Linked DNA regions of Mus musculus: region 1 is linked to region 2. The links are chromatin contacts, called in public HiChIP or PLAC-seq maps. All regions are on one chromosome and are shown on one strand. The core of a region is the stretch at or near the end of the contact, and the rest is flanking DNA. Distances in the headings are between cores, read along the strand shown.

The links. HiChIP or PLAC-seq counts read pairs in DNA pulled down with a chosen protein or histone mark.
Region 1: an H3K27ac HiChIP or PLAC-seq map of SST interneurons shows a contact between it and region 2, with 3 times the contacts expected there. The contact joins two enhancer-like sites. A contact is called at or near these places in 1 of 115 datasets of contacts at active chromatin or transcription factors (SST interneurons) and 1 of 9 other capture datasets (embryonic stem cells).

The regions. Positions count from the first base shown.
Region 1 is chr8:86,271,287-86,275,349 of GRCm38.p6, forward strand. No RefSeq gene overlaps it. Among named protein-coding and RNA genes, the nearest start is that of Gm33687, 6.5 kb to the right of the region's middle. Within about 2 kb of position 2,700, at least 53 of the 459 cell types and tissues checked have an H3K27ac peak or open chromatin away from gene starts, as enhancers often do. A contact at or near this core is called in SST interneurons, where this site is marked.
Region 2 is chr8:85,783,474-85,787,741 of GRCm38.p6, forward strand. All of the region lies in intron 6 of Itfg1 (integrin alpha FG-GAP repeat containing 1), which reads right to left. Among named protein-coding and RNA genes, the nearest start is that of Itfg1, 55 kb to the right of the region's middle. Within about 2 kb of position 2,763, at least 23 of the 459 cell types and tissues checked have an H3K27ac peak or open chromatin away from gene starts, as enhancers often do. A contact at or near this core is called in SST interneurons, where this site is marked.

The DNA.
Region 1 (4,063 bases), core at 1,450-3,949, 490 kb after region 2:
ATGCTGGCTCACAACCCTGTGTATCACCAGTTCCAGGAGATCTGATGGTTCTTCTGGTCTCTATGTGCTCATACAAGCACATGATATAATATAATATAATATAATATAATATAATATAATATAATATAATATAATATGCATACAATTAAATAAGTACTTTTTAAAGTATAAAGATGTTTAGAGAGTGTTATTTTCTATAATTCCTCACCCCTTTCAGTCTTCACTACTCAGAAGAGTAGGGGAGGTTGAGCAGAAGAAATAAAAATATCCCTAACTATGTCTCCACCTGTCTTCCAAGATGCTGTCTGTGGTTTGTTGCAAGTGAGAGATGATGAGCCGATCCCTCGGAGCACAACAGCGAGTTCCTTTCGCAGCCAAGCTCATCAGCACTTATGGTGATTGTATATTGTGGGTTCTGGAAGCCAGCGATGTGTCTTCTGTGCACCTCTCTCCCAGGGTGTTTGTAAGACACGTGTTTTAAAAGATGGGCCTTTGGTTTGCTTCCCAGCCACAAAGATGTGAACACTTTAAAAACTGCTGTGTATGCCTAAAGCTGACCTCACAGAAGAATAGGGGAGGGTGACAGGCAGGAGTGGGCAATGAGGAGAGAGAGATACAGATGGGGACAGGTGGTAGTGCCATTTTAGATGGCATAGGAAGATTCTTCACTCTACAAAAGGATTGATCACAGCGTTCCCGTTGAATAGAAAGTTCTGTGCATTTTAAGAGGATTTGATTTATAAGAATCTTTTCAGCAACACAGCTGCCGGTTGAAGCAAGCTATTCACACTGACTTGAAATCTATTTCGTGAGCCAGGAGTCCAGGGTGCTGTGGAGTGATAAAATCCTTTTAGTTTCTAATTGACGAGTGATATTGACTAGCACAGTTAGGAGTCCAAGAATTGAGCCCCAGCCAGTATGTTCCTGTAGTAAATATTCCTGGACATACAGAATGCTTGAGTATTGATTCATTTATGTACTTATGGCTGCTGTTCTGAAGGGCTTAGTGCTTTGCAGCTTTAGAGTCAAGATCCCTCCAGAGAACTTGTGTTAGAATGCACCTGGCTGTACAGCATGAACCATCCAAATCCATGGTCTCTAGTGCAGATACTTGGCCCCGCACATCGCTGCAAAGCCCAGACTTCATGCGTCTGTGGATGGGAAGAGCACAGGGTTGAGGGAGCGGCACATATGAGGTTGGAGGCAGCTTTGATTCAGGCTGCTGATAGTTATTTTCCTCCCTTCCATGGTCTCTTCTGTTTGGTTTTCATTATGACTTGTGTCCTGGAGAAATTTCCCAAGAGTTGTAGGGTCCTTAAAGGCTCTCTCTCTCTCTCTCTCCCTGGCAAAAGCAATCATTGCCAATGGCAGGTGTTGACTGAGCATCAGAAAGAGAAGAGGGAAAAATAGGATTTTTTTTTTGAGTCTACTTTGCATATGAGAGAAAACCTGAGGAGAGTGACCTTGAATGAACCCCAAGAATTCGGGCTGGAATGACCTTTAGCTGTGAATAGAACAGGATGCTCACTCCCTGGGTGTAAGCAGCAGGTCATGCAACAGCTCAGATGACACACCCTCCCCATCTGCTCTGAGGTTTGCTTTAACCCAGGGAAGAAACATAAAGCACACCTGCAACTTCCCTGGCCTCTCTTCTGTGGCCCAGGGGATGTAAAATGGCTCTACTATCTGGATCCCAAGAGAGAACAATACAGATAACCATGCCAAAGGTGATGCTCTCCACTCAGAGCAGCTGCCACGGTTACTCTTTTTCTGACTCACGTTAACTCACCTTCACTTTATAGTGAGTGTCTAAGGATCTGAGAATTGCTAAGGGACTCAAGATAAATACAGAATTTGGGGAAGTGGGAGAATTTTCAAGGTCCAGGCATTGACATTCTGCTCCAGTTGCTCACTCTTCCTCCTGCCATCAGCCTTTGGAGCATCTATCGATCAACCCATCGATCCACTGGGAAGTGCACATTTCAAGCAAGTTTCTCCAGCAGCACTCTTAAGCGATCAGTGTTTCTATAACTCATTATGGAACAGGCAACAATTGCCCTGTTGGGTTTATGTAGTTGTGAGCCTCAAGTGAGGTGAGGGGGTGAGACATTAAGTGCAGCACAAATGAATACACTTTCATCCATCTGATAAGTGCTTATTGGGAATGTTAGTGTCAGAAGCAATTTTGCTTGTTTGCTGAGGCTTTGAGAACATTAACTCTCAAGAGCATCATTTTGGGGATGAAGTTGATTTCATTGTACTGGGTTGTCCACAGTCTTAACACATCCCTTTCAAGAGCTCCGTGACCACTATTGATTACAGACATAAGTACAGACACCTGAACTTGTACTTCACTAATGTCCTTCCTTTAACTTCTACGGTCTGTGGTGTTCACAGCACAGATACGCACTTTCTAAGAACACAGTTTTGCTCACTCACACAAGTCCACGTTCATGTAAATGCAGCTGGTATGGTGTACAATAGTGTTTGAAAGGAACCAATTTTTGAAACGATGGTGTGGAATAGGATGAGTTCTCTCTGGTTCTGAGTCTTCAAAAGCCATTTGTACTTTAAGGGCCCATTTGGAGAAGTGGGAAGAAAATCCCACTCTGCCAGCATGACTCAGGGCTGAAGAGCAAAGCAGTTTTAGGACCAAGAGGCAGAAGTAATACTACACTGGGTTAGTGGTATCCATGGCAACGTCAGAGCCTGGTAAAGTTAATAAGCCTGCTTTCAGAACTCAGCTGCTCTCCTTGGTGCGGATGGGGCCTGGCTTGGCTCCTTTTTATGTTTTTATGCCTGTCTTAGCTGATGCTTGTGCTGAATGCACCAATCCCTTCCCATTGCCTAACTGAGCAGGGCTGATGGCAGCCTACTTGGAACGGCTGGCCATGAGGAAGCCTTAGTGTATGTAGCCTTTGAGGGTACCTGTGAGATGCAGAGTTATCAGCTCCATTCTCATCATGCAAAATAAAGACTTCTTTACTTAGCCACAAGGTCAGTTTGCTGGGGAACTTCTCAGCCTTGCCTTCTGTTCTTGCTACTTCAGTCCATGCCTGTTGGTGGCTCTGTATGGCTCAGCCACTCCATGTGAGCAATGAATGTTTAATCCCAGCTCAGTCACTCAACACTTAATTCTTCCTCTTTGTGATGTAGGATATGTGATCACCGTGTGAACCCCAAGATTGTGAACTGGATAAACCTTGTTGTGGTGTGGCTCAGCCCTAGCACATGGCTTTAATCCAAGACCTTTCTGTAAACAAGAACTCAATAAAGTCAACGATAGACCAAGAGGCAGATTAAGCAACCAATTGTCAGGGAGTGAGCATAAGAAAACCCAGGAAAGAGAAGGAGAGTCTCTGAGTTGAAGGGTATAAAGACAGAGTGCAGAAGGAGGAGGGGCTTTTCCTTCTGGGACACCAGTGGAGTGGGAAGGTCAGCTGGGTACTTTCTCTGACTCTGTGAGCTAGCCGGCTTCCACCACAGCATCTGGCTTCTGTGCCTTCACTGATAAATCGAACGTTTGGGATTCTGTTTTTGTTTTTGTTTTTGTTTTGTTTTGTTTTGTTTGTTTTTAATGAGGATTAAGCAGTTTATTTTATATTCAGTCTACAAGACCCGGCATGCGGTAAACCCATGTCTCACTTATAAGAGGCAATGAAATCATAATTAAAAACAATGTGCCTTGTGCCATATGATTTTTTTATTTTCTTTATTTACAGTTCAAATTTTAATCCCCTCTCCTAGTTTCCCCTCTGAAAACCCCCTATCCCATCCCACCTCCCCCTGTTCACCAACCCACCCACTCTCACTTCCCTGTCCTGCCATCCCCCTACACTGGGGAATAGAGCCTTCTCAGGACCAAGGGCCTCTTCTCCCACTGATGTCCAACAAGCCCAACCTCTGCTACATAGGCAGCTGGAGCCATGGGTCCCTCCATGTGTACTTTTGGTTGGTGGTTTACTCCTTGGGAGCCCTGGGGGTACTAGTTGGTTCATATTGTTGTCCCTCCTATGGGGCTGCAAACCCCTTCAGCTCCTTTGGGTCCTTTTCTAGTTCCTCC
Region 2 (4,268 bases), core at 1,513-4,012:
CCTGCATCAGTTTTTGCCTCCAGGTTCTTGCCTAGTATACTTCCTGCCTTGGCTTTATTCAGTGGACTGCACCTCAGGATACTTAAGCCAAGCCAAGCAAACCCTTTCCTCCCCAAGCTGCTTGGGGTTGTGATGTTTCATCACAGCAATAATAGTCCTAGCTAAGACACTCTTCTCCTTCAGAACCACCTTGTAAATGGATTCTCCAAAATAGGCTCAAATGTCTCCTCCCTTTCCTCTCAGATTTTTCCTTGAGGTATAGCATTTTCTCCATTGTTACTCCATGGTGACATTCTGAATGTCACTCCCAAATGGCTTGACACACCTATGAAGTATTTTTGCTTGGTTAAATAATTTCAAGTGAAAGATTCACTTTGAATCCAGATCTTTGAGGTGGGAAGACACATCTTTAATCCACATCTTTTGAGGTGGAAAGGTCCATACCTTCTGCTGGAAGCCAATATAAAAGGACATGGAAGAAGAAAGCTTTTGATTTTCTGCCTGCTTGTTCTTGACCTCACTAGCAAGAACACGCCTTCACTAGCATTAGAGCCTACTTCTTTGAGATTCTGGCATATACTGAAGACCAGTTGAGACATCCACCCTCATGAATTGAGCAACTACTGGATTACTGGAAATTCTATTCATAGGCAGTCATTGTTGGACTAGCTGGACCATGGCTTATAAATGATACTAATGGATCCCATTTTAGACACATATATACACACATGATTATGCTTTTAAATGATTTGAAAAAGTAGTAATCTGCTAGAAAAAGCCTTTAGGACATCAAGACAAGGCAGTGTCTTCTATGCTTGACAGGGAAGCTGCATGACATGAGATGGCAACAATAACCCATACAATATAACATCAGCTGATATGCCAAGGTGGATACAACTCTTACAAGGCCATATCCCTAAATGAAGCACTAAGGCAACTGATATCTGCTCAGAGGAAGAGCCAGTCTTTTCCAGGGACAAACCTGATAACCCTGATAGACAATTCTGTAGTCAGCCCTAAACACATTTTGATATAAACAATACTAAATGGACACAGATAGTTGTATCTGTGTACTTATGTGTGTGTGTGTGTATATGTACATATATAAATACTGGAATCAGTCTTCTCCAGGGACAAGCTGATAACTGATAGGTCACAGGTCAACCATGTCGTTAGCCTTAAACAAATATACATATGAAACACACAAGATGGACTCAGAAGGTTGTATTCACATATAATGTGTGTGAATATATATATATATATATATATATATATATATATATGCACATATAAATAGATGAATTTGAAAGGTAGTTGAGAAGACATGAGAAGAGTTGGAAAGGGGAAAAGGAAGGGGGGGGGAAATGATGTTAATAGTTTTCATGTACAAAATTCTAGAAAACAAATAATGAAACATTAGAGACCTACAAGATTGCTCAGTGGCTAAAGATGCTGGCTGCCAAACCTGAAACCTGAGTTTGAGTTGAAGATCATCCATGGTAGAAGCAGCTGTGGTAAAGAAGTTCTAGTAAATTGTTCTCTGACTTCCACAGGGTATAGTATAATCCCCTTGGCACCTCAACACACATATAATAAATACCCGTAAGAATAAAGAAAAAGCTTGGTTGTTAAGACTACAAAGTCTCACTACCTCTGATGGCTAAGAGTGAGTCACAGGACAGAATGAAAGGAAATACACCTAAGGTAATGCTGATGGACACTCCCACATCACCTCCTAGGAATGAAGGATTTACCTGGCTTCAAGACGATATGGCCATCATGAAACTTAGCAGCTGTGTTTACCAAAAACCAGCATGAAATGTAGACTGTTTTAACATTCCCCCAAGACAGAGTTGTGTGGCCTTCCCTGAGATTTTAGCCCCTCACTCCATTCTGAAGCCCTGCCCCTAGCTATAAGTAGCCCTGCATGTGACCTCTGGTGCATGTGACCTCTGCTGGTGGCATGGTATATACAACACGCACAAGTCTAAAAAGGGGATTCCTCTGCAGCTTCTGGGAAGGTTGTTACCTCTGCTGGGGTGCAACTTGTCAGTGACATAGATGTTTGGGGGTTAACACTGCTCCTGTAAGTACTTCCTCCCTCATTCCTCCCTCTTGTAAGCCCAATAAACCCATTGTTCCCTAAGCTGGGCTTGGACAGAATCACATCCTTGTTCATTAGTGTCTGATTTGGGATGAATAGATGTTTATTCATTTCTCTCCAGAATAAGGAACATGACCACTTTTCTGTAAAACAGTGGTGCCATTCAGAAGGACATCTTCATGGCTCAAGATTATGCCATGCAGGAAAGGCAGGCTGCAACACAGACAACTACAAAGCTGTGCTTTAAAAAAAGCTCACTTGATCCAAAAGAGCATGTGGGGAAGTTCAAACTTAAGTGTGTGCTCGCAGCAAATAGAGATTTGGTGGAAACAGAAGCAGAGTATCAAGTTTACCTACACCACAGACCAGCTGCTTTACCAAGAAAGAACCATTGAAATAACTGTTAAGAATATTCACAGAGCATGAATGAGCCTATAAAACTGGCCTAAAATAATTTGCAAAGGAATCTACACACAATTATTAAACCAAGAAGCAATGTGTATACACACACACACACACACACACACACACCTACACACACACCTAGTGCATTGTCAGAAACAACAACAGAACAATCAGTTGGCACCTAACAGAGCTTGAGAGCTGAGTATGCCGGGAGAGACAGAGGCCTGTTAAACGCATGGGCATTCCAGAGTACTGGAGAGACATCCAAAGCTACAGCCTCTGAGGAACAGTCTTCGCATATAGGGAAAACATTTCATGTCAAAGGCAGCCCAACGTGTGTCACAAGGAAACAACTGTAACAAGCTTTAGGGATGGGCTCAGAGACGCTGTTTTACTGCAAATCAGAACTGACACCATTTCTCTGATGTTTAATTGCTGACAGGTTTTAAACTTTATCCTTTGTCTGTAGTTGGGTCTTTGTGACTTTGTGTGTTCTTCTTTTGCCCACCCTTTATCCTCCTGGTTTCACCCTATCACTAGAAAGGAGAGAAGGAAGGATAGAGAAGGAAAAGAGAGAAAGAGAGAGAAAGAGAGACAGAAACAGAGAGCTCCCTGAATCTAATTTCTTTCTTGAATCCTCTTTGACCACAGGCACTAACCAACTGCAACCGAATCTTCCTGAATGATCAACAGCCACTCATACTACTTCTCAGGGCCCAAGCATTTATGTATCCTCTGAAAAGTTCCCAAAATTCCAAACGTCACACAATTGTAGAAATTATCTGCACCTGGCAGAATCATGCCTCTGAGAGCATGAGGCAAGTCACATCAGCTGCTGCAGGCAGTCTGAAGCAGTCCCATAGCCCACGCCTGAGATTATAATGAAAACACATTCTTATGTATTTCTTTTTTTTTTAATTAAAGAAACAAAAACTCCAGAATTCTTACTATACCCTTCCTCTAGTGTTTCATATCTGTGCAAGCTGATACAAAAAATCTAGGTGCCACTGGTCAAAGGTCAGGAAGAAGCTCAAAATATGTCACCTAGGCCCTACCTCCAAAATAAATACAAGCCCTCCATGGCAGCTTCATCTCCACGATCTTTCAAACTTTCCAGATCAGAGAGTCAGATCCATCGTGCCAACCAGAGAGTGTCTTTGCCGAGTAATGAATGGCTTCAGGCCCCGATAATAGTTGTAGTATCATTACTTTCAACTTCTGGACCAAAGTTTGAGAGACATGTGTCAATGATTCTTTTGCAGGATGGTCACAATGATTAAAACATCTAACTTACAAAAAGGAAGTTGTGAGACACAAAAAAAGAGAAACATGTATCCATATGTAGGAAATAAAAACTGTGCTGCAAGAGACTGCAAATGTGACTAGATAACCAAGGAAACAGACAAATCCTTCAAGGAGCTGTTACAAATGTACTCACAGTCAAAGCAAAGCACATCTGTAAACTATGCTAAGCTGTATCAGGAGCCAAACGAACAGGCAGAAATACCAGCAACGGTCATACCAGCAACAGAATTCATGAAGGGAATCAACAGAGCCTTAGAGTAAAGCGACACGACAAAAAGTACAGAAATAAGCACATTAGTGTCCACAGGTGTGAAGGGAAAGAAGAAAAAGAAAACCATGTAATTCAAGAAGTGATTGCTGACAGATTCTGAAATTTGATGGGAATCAGCATCTCAGAAGCTCAGTAATCTAAACAGAATAAACACAAATATGTCCATGTCAAGACAGATTGCAG